Regions from separate parts of the Anser cygnoides genome. Here region 2 is linked to region 1. A link is a contact called in public Hi-C data. All regions are on one chromosome and are shown on one strand. Each heading gives the region's core, a stretch centred on a gene start, on an enhancer-like site or on the middle of the called end of the contact. The rest is flanking DNA. Distances are from core to core; before and after follow the strand shown.

Region 1 (7,398 bases), core at 2,233-4,732:
GTGAACACTGCTATTTGCACTTTCGTTTTATCTCCCAAATTCTTTGGGTGTAAACTGCATTCAGAATGTTCTGTCTGTTATTTCTAGAGTAACGATTTCAAGATGCCAGGGGCTGCAAGAATTTTGTTCAACTCTGTGGATTCCTCTCTCTCATCTCTGAAAAACTGCCTATCTTACATAAATACTGGAATGGATATCACTACTCACGTTGCCCTTGACCTCGTGGAAAGTTTCAGTAAGTAATTCCTCTGAGTATCTTCTTCTATTGCATCCCGAATCTCACAGGTGAATCCTAGGCCTACATATTTTGACTTTGTTACAGTCAATATCTATCTTTGTTATAGGAACTGTAGCTCTGCTGGCTATACAGGGTGTTTTCATCCCACTCACTTCATTCTTTTCAATGATAAATTCAATGAAAATGTAAATACCAAGCAAACATTGTCCCAGCTTTTGTAACAACCCAGACTAACAGTGTTCCAGTGTTTATTATCCTATCGCTTTGTAAAAACTTCAGTATTGCTGAAGACGATGGAGAAGACCTTTTAAGGTGAATAAAATGACTTTTCTTTCTAATACTGCTTCTTTGTGTGTGTTTCATTTAATGTTTAGGGCAAGATATATTAAACAATGCTAATGATTTTGAGTACAAAGCTTGAGACACCTGTTAGGGGATGCAATTTTCTAAAATGCTGTCTGTTTCTCTGCTGAAAAACAGACCCTTTAAGGGTGCTTTAGTTTGGACATGTACAAACTGGGATACCATAAATCTAATCATTTCTAACAGTCTTGTCATTGCTATTTCACAGCAACAGGTGCAGTGCAAAGCTACTTTTCAAAGACAAATATTACACCTCCCATTTCTGTAACTCCTTAGATCTGTGATAATATTTTCACTAGGAACAAAAAATCAAACCTTTAAAGCTTTAATTATGAGCAGAGAGTGAAAGTCCTCTAAAAGAAAAGATTTGTCATTCATTATAAATCTTGCGCTCAACTAAGCCAAGGTTTATGTACAATCAAGATGAATGCTTCTCCGTTTGTCTAGTGTGATAGATCTCTCTCCTCTGACCTTTTTATCCATATTGCTGTCAGAGACAATTGACGTGCTGTTTCTGGATGGTAGAGGAAATGGAAAGCTTGTCTGAACAGTCAGCTGGGGATTCCCTTTGTGGTAAGACGGGTATAGCCAGTTCTGCTTCCTCGCTGCCTTTGCAGCCACCATCCCTCCTACTTTTCCATCAGTGGAGACACACCGAATGTAGTGAATTCTTGTAATCCCAGAATGATCTGCAGAAATTAGTTATTGGTGACAGAAGAAGTTTTGATTAATATCACTTCTCTGTGGAAGCCAAATCAAGCCCCTGTTGCATTCACGTTTGGAGGCATGATAGGCAACTTAAGCTTCACTCTGCAGGTTTGCAGCTGAGGGTTTGTGCATGATACTCCTAGGAAATTTCATGATCTTTCTCAATCACCTACTTCTGGCATATTAGTCTTTAATTACAACCTTAAAGTTGTTTGTCCACTTCATTCAGTAACCAAAAGGACCTTATGTAATATATTGTCCAGGGAGGGGTTTACTCCTGATGAGCTTCTTATGGCCATTGTTACAATTAAGTTGTATCATGTGACTGGAAACAGCTCCCAGACCATAAAATTCATTTTATTTTAGCAGGGGTAACATCCTGTAGAATTGTAATTCCAGGATTTTGAAGCATGACCTTTTAACATAGTCCGTCCCGTTGCGCTACAGAAAAGCTATTACAGGCTTACTTTTGTAGTTTAGTTTAAATCTCTATGATCTATGTGCTATGGTGTTAACTCTTCACTTAGAGTAATTCTCTCCTTCACTCCTACTCGTTTCTTTGCTGATTTATGCACATGTGAAACAAGCAAATGAGTGAAGCTCCCTCACTTTTCTTTTACAAGGTTTGTTTTTCACTCCCTTAGCTGTATATATAAAGGTCATTCATCTCTTGAACTTGAGCTTCAATTTCTTATGTTCCATATACAATGCCATCAGGAAGATACAAAGTTTCTGTGGTGTGACATACTTTTGGTAAATAACTGCTGTGGTTTTTTGTTTGTTTGGTGTTTTTGAGTTAGCATCATCTGGTCTGCAGTACTTGGCTGTTAAGCTCGTATAACCAACTCATTAACACAACTTGTCACATATATAAAATTGTCACCCACCTATTCTACTTAGCCTGCATGTTCTGAGGCAAAGTAGTCATTTAATTTTGAGACACCTTTAGGTAATATGCTTCTGCATTCTTGTTGTTGTCCATTTGCAGTTTGTTTTAATTTCCTTTACAAAATCTAGCTTCATCCAGCTTCTGACAGGTTTCATTGCTAGGCTTTGCAGTGGCAAAAGAATTCTATTGTGATTATGTGGTCAGTATTTTATTTTACAAGCCCTGTTGCTGCGAAGATGCTTGCATGTTACACAACTCTGCTTTTTGGGAATAGTACTGGGGTAAAATTCTCTTAGGAAGTACATGAGAGAGGTTGGATTTACATCTGAAGATAGATAACCCAAAAGGCATACAAAGTTAGTGCAGTAAGTGACGTCTGTTTCTTTTCTGAGTTGTTACTCTCCAAGAGCCCAACCTTGAAAACCTTTACTGGTAGGCATATTTATTAAATAATACACATTAGTGTTTGCTGGACTGGCTACAGTTAAATGCAGTATCATGGAGGGATCTCCCATAAATGCACCTGATAGGAAGTTAGATTTAAAAAAAAAATTTTTTTTAAAGATCTTCCTGGATCACTTTTCCCTCTTTTTTCTTTAGATTATGATAGGGGCTTTGCTCATGTGTTGTATTTGAGATGTTTTATAGGCAGCAAACGCTGTGGTTTTGTTGTGGTTTTTTTTTTCTCCCTAAGATTTAAGGGCGATTCATGAAAGAACGTGTATGTAATTTTTCTAACTTCAGTGCTCTAATATAAGAATAATATAAAGAAGAAATAGAAATTAACATATGAATTTTCTTTGACGTATTTAAAGTGCTTTTATGGTATTTCAGTCTTGAGGGTGCTTCCCTGTTAAGTAAAAGCCTGCATACTAGGGCTAGAAAAGGCTCTTCGTTTTCTGACATACTTAGTGGAGAAGGATGTAGGGAACAGTTGTGAAGAACATAAAAAGAAAACAGTTTGGTGTTTCAGCACGGTTGTGTGCGTGTGAGTTGTAAAGCAGCCACGATTGTTCAGGTGGAGTGAAAACCAAAGCTCGCTAGGGGGCAGGAGAACATAGGAAGTAAACAGTACTTCCCTTGAAGCTCCAAAAATATTGAAAAGAAACTGGCTGCTTTACCTCTCTGCTGATCTGGCCGTGATCCATGAGCCGCCTAAAGCCCTCTCCAGTTAAACCGTCCAGAGAACAAAGAACTCTTCTTCCAGGGGTTATGGGAGCCATAAAAACCTCTCGGGATGACTGAATCTAAGCTCCTTAACAGGTGGTGGTAGTGTTACATGGAATAAAGAGGGAGCAAGCCTGCTTTTTAGATCGTGAAACCCTGTCGGCTGTTGATGGGAAGAGGTGCCACTTGTGTGCCACAGTTGGCTCAGGATATTCCCTGCTTTACAGTAGCCTTGTAACCTTCCGTAACCTTTCTTTAGAGGATCTCAGCTGCTTTGCAAACACTGGCTAAGCCTCTCTGCTCTCTGGGAGGTAAATAATGGTTGCAGGGATTACTTCCTCTACCAGGATTGAAATGAAAATCTTCTGAGGGAATAAGGGTTGCTATATAGAAACGTTGTGACTCCATAATAATCCGAAAGAGAAAAATAAGTTTTCCTCCATCTGATTGAAACAGCAGAGAAAACTTAACTAGAGAAGATAGAAAGGGGTTTTTGAGTTGGATGTTGGGGACATCAGATTAAAATTACTGTGATATTTATTCATGAGTAAGCAGATCTTTCACGGCTTTATGTTGATGTGTGCTTTGAAAGTTTCAGAACAAAATCCAGCACTGGGTTTTAATCAGTAATTTCCCATGTAGAATTCCTCCTACTGAAGTAAGACTTTCCTTTCTCTCAGCACCATATTTCCCTTTAGGAAGCTGCCGTCTACCCACTGACTCACTTCAATCCTGTTTAAAGGGATTTTGATCTGTTTCTGGGTGAAGGTGGCATGGCTGCAAGCTAGTACACATACCGATGCTACCATGTATTACTGTGCTGCTGTACTTAAAATTATTCACTTTTAAAAGCTGTAATAAAGCTGCAATAAATATTAATCTGAGGAATGTAGAAAATTGAGGGAATCTGTTTCACTGTTTCAAATGATTTTGAAGATTTAAAGATTTGTAGCCTTTCATCAAATGTTACCCCATTTGGCAACGCAGGACAAAATGTAGCAGTTAATCTACTTCTTCGCAGCCTGGAATGGGTTCGTTTTACTACTTTCTGCAAAATAATAATACTAATAAAAATAATGCTTACCCATTTCACAGGAATATTGGAAAGATTTAATGTCCGATATTTCCAAGCAGGTTCACAGTTATCTCTATTTATGCATATAGTTGTCCTGACATCTGCTTACAGTCCACAATAGTAAGTTTAAAATGATTTCTGTCCATTTAATCCTTATTTAATGTTGTGAGATGTTTTGGGAATCCCAGCGAGCAATAACGAGCAAGTATGGATATTTTTACTATGGAATTGTCAATAATAACAGAGCTCACATGAAGTCAAAAGAAAAGTATTCTGCAGTAGAATTAAAGCAGTCTGAAATATCTCTGAGGCTTCTAATGATATAAAGACCCAGAATCTGTTCCCAGCTTTTTACTACCTCCTCTTTCTTTTGTGCCTCCTGGCATCTTGTTCGCTGTTGCTGTACTCTGGAAACAAACCTTCAGTGAGCTCCGACCACAGTGGTCCCCAAGTCTTTTTCCTCTAAGGATCCTACTATTCACCCTGTGCTGTAGGGATGAGAGAGTTGTACTGATGTAAGCTTTATTAGCAAAACTTCACTTATCCGAGTCTTAGTTTCATCAACGTTTCTGTTACATAGTCCCCTAGTATATTTAGGTCCATTTTGTTCTAGTCCTCTATAGGCTTACGAAAAGAAAACGCTAGTATTAAATATTCAGGTCAGGCATTGCTCGTTTATGAACATAGATGATCTCTACCAAAGTAAGGCAATAGTGTTGTTCAGGATTTCTGTTAACCTCTGGTGATTCAGGTAAAGGATAATTTTAATGTATCCGAACCTGAAAACCTCGTGTTTCTCAAAAAACTTTGTTGATATCCATGAAGTTATATTGATGAATAAGACTTGCCTGTTCATAGAGAATTTGCAGACTTTTGACATTGAGCATCCTTGTGGTGCTGTGTTGTGAGCATGTGCTGGCAAACTGACAGAGCTGAAATAGGATTTCTGAGGAACTGAGGATCTGAGCTGGAGATGAAAACTAGTTTCACCAAACTGAATGTGAAAGGGAAACAACTAACTTAAAAGTTTATTTTATTTAATGATTTTAAATGAAAGATTTATGTCCATCCCAGGCATTCTGCCGATTATCTTTAGGTACTGACATTGTCTAAAGGCCATACGTTTTTTGTTTGTTTTTTGTTTTCCAAAATAGCATCGTGGTACAGAGACACTTTAAAATGTCACTATAGAAAAGGCCATGTAAGCAGCAAAATGGAGTGTGCAGAGTTGGTTTCAGTGTGTCCTCTCTGCACTCAAAATGCTCTTGGGCGTTCTATGGCCCAGTCCAGTGAAACACTGAAGAAAAAGATACATTTAAGTTCTCGAGTGATCACCAACTTTCAGAGTGATCCGTGTATTTTAAATGTTACGTGCATTCTCATATCCTTTGCTGGATTGGAGTCCTAATAGATACGGGAATTTGAAGGTGACACTGTTGGAAATGAGTTACAAGTGCAAGTAAAATCGTTGAGTTTTACTATAATTTCTGTCTTTCTAAATTCAGCCTCAGTCTGTTGTTTGAGCTTTAGCGGTGTGACTGAAGAAAGAATTCACTGTCAGTACTTGTTTGGCAATCTCTCTCAGCTGTGACGTTCCTAGTATTGATCTGTTAAGTCTCCTATTAATACCTCTGTACGCTGAGGAGCAGCTATTTGCACTGCTTACCTAACTCAGCATCTTCCTATAGGGTTAGAAGGCACTGCTGGATACCCACGTGAAATACTTGAAGGATTGATAAGTCTTTCTTTCTGTTTTTTTTTTTTTTTCATTGCTATAACCTGCCATACGTATGGACTGATGTGCTGCTGATGTTTTGGATATGCCGTAACAAAGACAGACATCACTTCCCAGCTCTGCTTGGCAGAATGGGATATGAATTCTGCCAGCTTGCTGAGGATGGCGGTTTTATCTGGCTCCTCGAAAGCAGAACTTTCTCAAGAATATGGGGCTGTGAAGGACACAGAGTTGTAGATATTGGAGGAAAGAAGACTAATTCATGGTCATCTCCTGGCCTCCAGCCCAGCACTTTGCTCTTTAAAGGGGTAATTGCTTTTGTCTCTGGTCTGGAGCCAAAGCCACGTGGGACTGGGAAGAATGGCCAAAGCAAATTGGGAAACAATTGGAGAGACTGGAGAGCATGCTAGCTATAGACAAGGTGCTAAGAAATTCTTAAAATAAACTGTCTAAAAAAATGTTATAAAGCATTAGCACATGGCGTTTTGCTTGATGATATGAACAGGTTTTCACACAAACGAGATGCTTCCCTGATGTCTGGGACTTTCTCCCAGCTGCATGTTACGTCCCCACTAAAATGCAGAGGCCCTGGAGTGCAGAACAGGTGGGTGGGAAGCAGGCAGCCACCTGAGGTCTGATCTTACTTAGGGGAAAAAAATGAGTCTTTTTTTTTTCCTTCTCAAAACCTTGCCCTAAAATCTCGCAGTCAGCTGCTACCTTTGGCTGCTCGCCGTCAGTATAACATAGCAGGAATCTTCCTGTTGCAGTTCACCCACGTGAGAGCTCCTCGCCCACACCCCGTCAACTTTCTTTCTCCGCACTCTGAAGGATTTCTCTGCTCACCACTCCGGACAGGGCAGGCCCGTGGGTCTTCCGGAGCTTTAGTGATACAGTTTTGTGGCATGTGCCCCAGATTAAGAGCCCTTTACGGCTCTGGCTCTTCCTGCTTGTCTGCTCTTGTTTCCTATTGCATAACCTGCTCCCTCTGCCAGAGCAGCTTCCCTCAGCACTGGCTGCTCATCCCACTTGTCTGGTTCCCCTTGCCCTAGAGCTGTCTCTGCACTTTTGAGTGCTGCACTGCACCTCACACGAGTGACGTCCTCCCTTTACTAACTGCTTTCTATTCACCAAATTGCTTGGGATCCACTTGGGTCTCGATGCCTGTTGAATACTAGCCAAGAAGTAGTCGGTGGTGTCGGATCTTTGAAACGTGGGTTTAGCTC
Region 2 (7,398 bases), core at 3,227-5,726, 120 kb after region 1:
AACAAAGTACAGCACACTTAAATGTGTGCTTCCAGATGTTTTCAGCAGGAAAGGTTGGAGCTGCAGTATGTCAAAATTTGCAAATACATGAATTTAAGGAAATTCGGAATCTCAAGTTCTTTGCTGGCATTACTCATAGGAAGAAAAGCAGTATGGTATTTACACAAACCAGCCCATGCAGAAACTTGTTCCTACCAGTGTTTGGAATATTATTTGGTCTTTCTGTCTAAATGGGATTTCACCCATTGCTTTGTATTTCAAAAGCTTCCTTTTTTAAAAAAATAAAACTTTTTAGAAAAAAAGTTGTATTTTCTTCAAAATACTAAGTGAATAACCTGTATATATGAGCAATCTAAAAGTAATAGAAAACTGGTAACTGATGCAAGTCTTTTTCTGCTGTCTATACTACTGCAGTTTCAGTATTTATAGGTAACTTTTGCCCGCTTTTTCCTTCTGATTTGCAAATATTTGCTTCTGTTAGGGGGTCAGTATCAGATAAAGGCACGTTAATATTCTTGGAGATGAAAGCCGTACAATTATTATTCCCATCTGGTACTTGAGCCCCTCTTCCCCCTGCATCTGTACCGTGCTGATTGAGTGAGGCCTTGCTAACAGAAAGAGGAATACCCTTGATGCTTGCCTGCGTAAGTATTTGCAGGAGCATCTGGGTCAGAAACTTTCCTGAGTGCTTGAAAAACTCTTGGTATGGGATGGAGAGAAGGGCAAGCTCTCCTAAGGAAGAAGAAAAACAAACAAGGGAAGAAAGCTGGCATAGCGAGAGGTGCTGTGGTGGAGTGGTGGCTGCAACCCCCATGCCAAGAGTCCCTCAACCGGAGACGTGCTTGCTCCGTCTAGACTAGGTGTGAGAGACTCTGATTGCTCCAAGGGTGATGTCTTCTGTTATCATCCGGAAGGTGATGGCATTGTACAGGCATGCAGGACTGACCGTAAGTTAGGAAACACTGGTCCTTAACAGATGTGGAGGACTGAATACCAGGGATGCAGAGATGGGCTGATAGCGTGCGATAGCAGCTGCAGCAAAGGGAACCAAGGCTGAGACTTTGTAGAAGGCAAAATCCTAAAATGACTCTAAACCCTCGGTGTTTGCTTGTGTTTCTCACTGCCTCATAGGCAGGCAAAGCCAAGGCAGGCCACTGAACGATTTCATCCTCTCTGAACCCTGTGTTCTTGCCTTGCAAACTGGCTTGTGCAGCAAGAGAAAAAAAAAAATGTCCCATTCAGCTTGGGACACCTTGAGAAATACGCCCCGGGGCACTGCTGCAAAAACACTGCCGAGTTCCCCCAAAGGAACGGAAACGTAGGGCAGGTGTTAACTTCGTATTCCCAGATAACACTTAAAGATAAACAAATGCACTCAGCTGAAAGCCTAGATTCACAATAACAGGACGAAGTTAGGAAAAGGTAAAACAACGTGTAGGCATTTATTAAGGTTACACTTGGCAACACGGAACTCTCCTTAGCTCTTCCGGTGTCTCGTTATTTGACTCCGACTAATTAGTTTCTGCATGAAACCCCAGGCTGGCGTGCCCGTGGGTGCGCAGAGTTACACCTTGCCTTCTTGTTCTGGCAAAGGTAGGGACCTGCAGCATCTCTGGCTCAAGGTGGATTTCCTCCTGCCTGTCTGCCCTTCATTCCCTGGCCCCAAGCCATCAGGTGTACTCTGGGAGACTACGGTATTTCGTTTTGGTAACCTCTTTAAGGTTACTCCAATAACGTTTCTGTTGTCTATCTCAAATAGCACATTCCTAGCTTTTGTTTTTCACTAATTACAGTCTTGTTAAAATACAGTGGCATCACTTTACAAATGATGTATTATGATAAATAGTACAAATTCCTTTTAGAGGAGTATACTGTGTATCCAGGCTGTATAGCAAACCCATTTATGACATTCAAACACAACTGATCTTGAGGGCAGGACTGCCAAATCTGCAAAAGCTTCACCTCGTCTTTTATTAGATTTTGGGTACTCATCTGCAGGCTACGGGTTTTTGGTGAACTTGAAAAGGGAAAACCAAAGACTTTACAAGTATGTTTAGGCCAGCTTGCTTTCCTTTCCAGCTCTCCTTACTAACATTGGCCATAAATAGCAACCAAAAAGAAAAACAAAATGAATAATCTGTCTGCAATTAAAAAATCTACATTTTCTACCAGAGATTGCAGCACGATATTTTTTGCAGTATAGGGAGTGGATACAGAAATATGTTGTGGCATATTAGATACCGCTGTGAGATAATGCTTGGCATATGCTGGAGTTTATTTGCTTATTTTAAGTATTGGCTATCTATATTAAATATTAAATGAAAATTGTCTTGTTTCCTATTATAGTTCGCCTTCAATCAGATAATAATGATAATGATGCCATTGAACAAATCGATGAAGATATAGCTGTGACTCAGAGTCAGGTGAACTTCATTTGTCCCATTACACAGGTATGCTATCACTGCTACTATAACAGATTGTGAAATAGCTATTTCGTATTCTTCCTTGGCTTGTTTATTACAAATCTGTAATACTTGTGAAAAATCAGGCAGTAAAAATTACAAGCATTATCAGAAAGGAGCAACACTGCTTGGAAAAAAACACCTCATAAGTAGCAATGCAGTTTACCATGTGGGACCTGACCCCGTAATCTCAGTGTAATGCAATGTATGAGTGGTAAACAGACTTCCTGCTGTTTTGCATACATTTCATAAGAAGCACTTTCATGGGCATTATCAGTTCCTTTAAATAAAACCTTATTGATTACAGGTGGAAATGAAGAAGCCGGTTCGAAACAAGGTCTGTGGGCATTCCTATGAACAAGATGCCATTCTAAAAATTATCCAGACTCGAAAGCAGCAAAAGAAAAACGTCCGGTAAGCTAACAAGAATGTGTGGAAAAGCTATTTGCTTTGCTGTGTAAGTGGAATTTTACTCCACTTGTTCTAGGAAATGTATTTGGATTGGCAAGGCTGCAGGAAGTAATACTTCAGTGTCTGCCCAAGTCACAGTCTCCTCATTAGTACTGTACGCATGAAGGATCTTTTTTTTTTTTAATGAAAACAATGTGCAAGGAAATATTCAGGAAGTGTGTGGGGAAGTTACAGCTACTCACGGTACCTGCACAACAGAATAAAAGAGATTTTATATAGCTGTGAACAACAAAGAGAAGCTTCATAAAATTCAGTTGCTCATTTTATTTCCACTGCTTATTTAGCAAGCCTTAGGGTTAATGAAAAAATAAACCTCTCCGCTGTGCACTCTCTTTTGCAGCTATATTCCAATACAATTAGAAATAAGAAATATTAAAAGTCAACCTCCCAGGTAGTATAGAGTTTAAGAATGATCAGATGGGATTGTGTACTTCTCACTGCAGTGCAATGAGATAATTCTGACTTTATAGCACCAAAGCAGCTTGCACTTGCACTTTCCATGCAGGACATATTTCGCTGAATGCAAACATGTAAAAGTTGAATTATTAAACCTGAAATTCTCCCTGGTAAGTTTCAAATTTAGAATTGTTTTGAATTTCCAAAGCTAACCCCCAACACCTAAATCTAAAAGAGAGGAAAAGGGACTCAAACACTTTTTAGAGCAAGTGTAGTGGACGTACTATGTCATCATGAGCTGTCGTTATTAATTTCACATTTGGTTTTGCACCAAAAATGCTAGAGCTTGATGCTTGGGGGTCGATGACCTCATGGAAACTTACAAGTTGTGAACTTTTTAATAAATATGCAGTTTGCTCAGGAAGGACTGTAGAGACTGATTTTAGAGAGTGATTTTTAGACCTGATTTCTCCAAAGATAACGCTACAGTCAGCTTACTTCCTCCATCGGTAGCTCTGGCATTTCTGTTACTCTGCACACGCCGCCACATGGGTACAAAGGTAGAGCAGGACTTCTTATTCCATGCGTCTTCCTGGCTACAGGAAAGTGCTACTACTAAATCAGGCACCCATGGGGATGGCTCTCTGAAGAAGGGGAGCTGGGAAATAGCTCCCAAGTTGGAGGGGACAAAGTGAGAGTTCTGGAGGATGGGGTCAGGCTAGGAAGCAGGTGCTCAACAGCCCCAAAGCACTACACAAAATACCTTCTGGAATATGGAACTGAATTTAGGACGTCCATATCTAGACATTTCTCTGTGTTGTTAAATCCATCAGGAAAAAGTCTACTCTACTACCATGAAAATATAGAGTAAAAACCATCAAAGCTGTAAAATGCCCAGCTTTAAAGTTACCTTATACCCAAACTGAAGTGATTTGTGCGGTCTGAATCCTGGCAGTTCTTAATCTTGGGTTCTGAGCTTGCAACCTTCCCTTTGTTACAGTAGTTACTCCAACGTGCTAGAAAAGCCAGAGCCCAGCAATAACCAAGCTTCACTGTAACTAAATTAAGAAAGATTGCCTGCTTTTCCCTGCCCACTGTCTCACTGACCTGCTGTAATTTTAACGTTTCTGGAGAAAATGCAGTCAGTCTTTACAAAACCATAGCCTGCTGTGGTGGGAAGCCAGGCTAGTGCATGCAAGGAGTTCCTCATTCGAGCACACCACTCTGGTCGTGTTGCTGCTTTCTGGTGTGTTTGGCAGTCCCCTGGCTGAGCGGCAGCTCTCCAGCTGGCACAGGCACAGCCACCAGCTTTTGTGCTGGCAGACGTGCCATATTCTTCAGGCAGTTCTGATGGATCTGGTTTGCTCACAATTTTCCACTGCGTGGAAGGACACACTAACACTTGGTGTTTACAGAAAACCTTGGAAGCTTTTCTTAGGACTTGTTATTCATTAATCTGTGAAGTTATTGCTCTAATAAGGTGATAAATGGGAAAACTGAGGCACAGAGCAATTAAGTGACTTACTCATGACAAACGCAGTAAGCTGTGGGCACGTCTGGAATAAAAGCTGTGAGTACTGAATGTAAATAAGTTCAGCACCCGAGATAAAGATTATTCCTAATAGGGGAAAAAAGTCAGAAAAAGCATGATTTCTGTCCACTGGAACCATCTGTGTATGTTTGGGCCACTGCCAAAGGAAAATGACCTCTGGTCCCTGAATATTTTTCAACAGTAGTATCTTCCTCTGACTGTCTCAAGTAGTTGTAAGCCATTTTGTATTTGATCTTCATTTAGAGGCTGTTAATTTGACCCCATCTCTCCTTTCTGTGCTTTCTCAGTTCATAAAAGGACTGGCAAATTTTCACACCGACTAGATGTTTCACTGATTCATCAGTCAGCCCCTGCAAGTCTCCTTCTCTTTTATCTATTTCCCTAGAAATTAATTTCCCTATTTATCTATCAGAGAAGATTATACTGCTCCACTGCAGGTTAACAGGGTAAGAGGTAGTTACCTGCAGCTTAGAGAGGACTTCAAAGAGAGAAAGGAGCATAGCAAGATTTCTGTGCAATGTTAGTATCGTTACTAATGCAGGCAGCTTGTCTACAGGGAGCAAGAGAGCGATCCGCAGGTGAGAGGCTCCACCTCTCCCCGTGTTCCTTCCTTCAGCTGTTGATTCCCACCGATTTAGATAAACGGATTTATTTTTCCCAACAGAGAACTGGTGAAGCGGAAGAGAGGTAACGAGTTGCTGATAGAGAGAGTGAATCCCAGATAAATACAATAAAACAGCAGATGTTGTTTAAAAGCCTATATCTGACTAATACAATTCTTCTCATTTACCGGAGTCTCTCTTTTCTTTTTAACAGCTGCCCTAAAATTGGCTGTAGCCATGATGATGTAAAAGAATCAGATCTAGTGCCAGATGAAGCACTTAAAAGAGCGATTGACAGTCAGAATAAACAAAGCTGGTCAACGCTGTAGAAGTCAGCTGGATATGTTGCTGCCACAAAGAAAATTTGTTATTAGAGATCTTGTGAGATAAGCTGCTGATTGTAAGCAGGTTGTGTAACTGATTGTTATTTAAAGGGTTTCATTTATAGGCAAAGTTGAAGGTCTCAGCTGTAGCTGGAAGTGCTTTTTTAAACTACCAAATACGAGGGATTCCAGTGTAGCTTGTTTTTTTCTCCCCTTCCTGAAATTCAGAAATCTTATATTTGATAAATAAAATGTGTTTTTCATTATTTAACCTTCCTTGTCAGCGTGTTAATTTTTTCTTTTTGGTGTATTAGAGATGCAAATTCTGCCAGCATTTACTAGTGATCGCTTTGCTCAATGTTTCAGATAGTTCTGTTACTGTCTGTAAATGCTGGGAATACTCAGAGTTGGGCACTCTGACCACAGTTTACCCAAGATATATACCCCGCTTGGGAGTGCTTCCCTGTTTTGATACAAACCTCAAGAAACTTTAGAAGAGCTTAATTTGCAGGAAGTGCTACACGTCTGTACCTTGTGTATGGACACACATTTACCACTCACCTTTGGGGATCTTGGCCTCATTCTTATAATTATTGAACACTCTGCACTAACTTACCCTTTTCTTTTGAGATGCAGGAGCTTTTATTTCAGATTTTGTGTGTGTGTGGGATTCCCAGGGAGCTTTGCTGTAATACTGTATGTTAGGAGACTACAATTATTTACAGATGTGTTCCAGTAACTAATTTGTAGACAATACGAATATATTGTAACCATATGACTTGAATTTAAAAGCAGATAATCAAATATTATATCCATGCATTTAGGTACAAATTCAGGAAAAGATTTAAGCTTTGTGACAGTATTTACTACCTAAATTGATCTGCAGACTAGCAGATGAGGCACTAGGTATATGCATCAGAAACAGCCATAGGTAAAAAGAGCTGCCTTGGTTGGTGGTCAGGTGGCACTTACAGAATCACAGAATGGGTTGGGTTGGAAGGGACCTTAAAGCCCGTCTGGTTCCAACCCCCTGCCAGGGGCAGGGACACCTCCCACCAGCCCAGGTTGCCCAAAGCCCCATCCAGCCTGGCCTTGAGCACCTCCAGGGATGGGGCACCCACAGCTTCTCTGGGCAGCCTGTGCCAGGGCCTCACCACCCTCTGAGTAAAGAATTTTTTCCTTATATCTAATCTAAACCTACCCTCTTTTAGTTTAAAGCCATTCCCCCTCGTCCAATTAAAATATCTTGGCATATGTGAAACTGAAAATACAGGGTTCTTTGAGCTTTGGGTTCCTTGGTGGGTTAGATGTTGTTTTCCTAGGTCATTTTTGTGAACTTACAACCTGACATTCAATATAAAATGTAACCACGTTACCAAAATGCTAAGCTTTTCATTCTGGGTTGCTGTTTGCTAACAGCTTTCCTTTATTAGACCGTTATTAACCCCAATTGCACTTCGAGTGCAAACCACTTCAAGATGAAATTATTATTTTGTAATTGAAGAATATTAATCTGCAAGCTGATTTCATAGCTAAAAAAGGGAACTGGGCCATTATTATTTGCACTGAGCTTTTGTGTTCAAAACACTTCA

Evidence for each region. A called contact is a pair of places that touch in the nucleus more often than the background predicts.
Region 2: a contact with region 1 is called in a Hi-C map of liver, with 2.0 times the contacts expected there. The contact joins two enhancer-like sites. A contact is called at or near these places in 2 of 7 Hi-C or Micro-C datasets (granulosa cells and liver).

What each region holds. Positions count from the first base shown.
Region 1 is chr2:152,165,414-152,172,811 of Taihu_goose_T2T_genome, forward strand. NSMCE2 (NSE2 (MMS21) homolog, SMC5-SMC6 complex SUMO ligase) reads left to right here. Exons shown (of 8, transcript XM_066990737.1): 2 at 88-235. The coding sequence starts at 103. Among named protein-coding and RNA genes, the nearest start is that of NSMCE2, 7.0 kb to the left of the region's middle. Within about 2 kb of position 3,483, at least 1 of the 3 cell types and tissues checked has open chromatin away from gene starts, as enhancers often do. A contact at or near this core is called in liver, where this site is marked.
Region 2 is chr2:152,285,990-152,293,387 of Taihu_goose_T2T_genome, forward strand. It overlaps NSMCE2 (NSE2 (MMS21) homolog, SMC5-SMC6 complex SUMO ligase), which reads left to right. Exons shown (of 8, transcript XM_066990737.1): 6 at 2,347-2,450; 7 at 2,770-2,876; 8 at 5,698-6,077. The coding sequence ends at 5,812. Among named protein-coding and RNA genes, the nearest start is that of TRIB1, 11 kb to the right of the region's middle. Within about 2 kb of position 4,477, at least 1 of the 3 cell types and tissues checked has open chromatin away from gene starts, as enhancers often do. A contact at or near this core is called in liver, where this site is marked.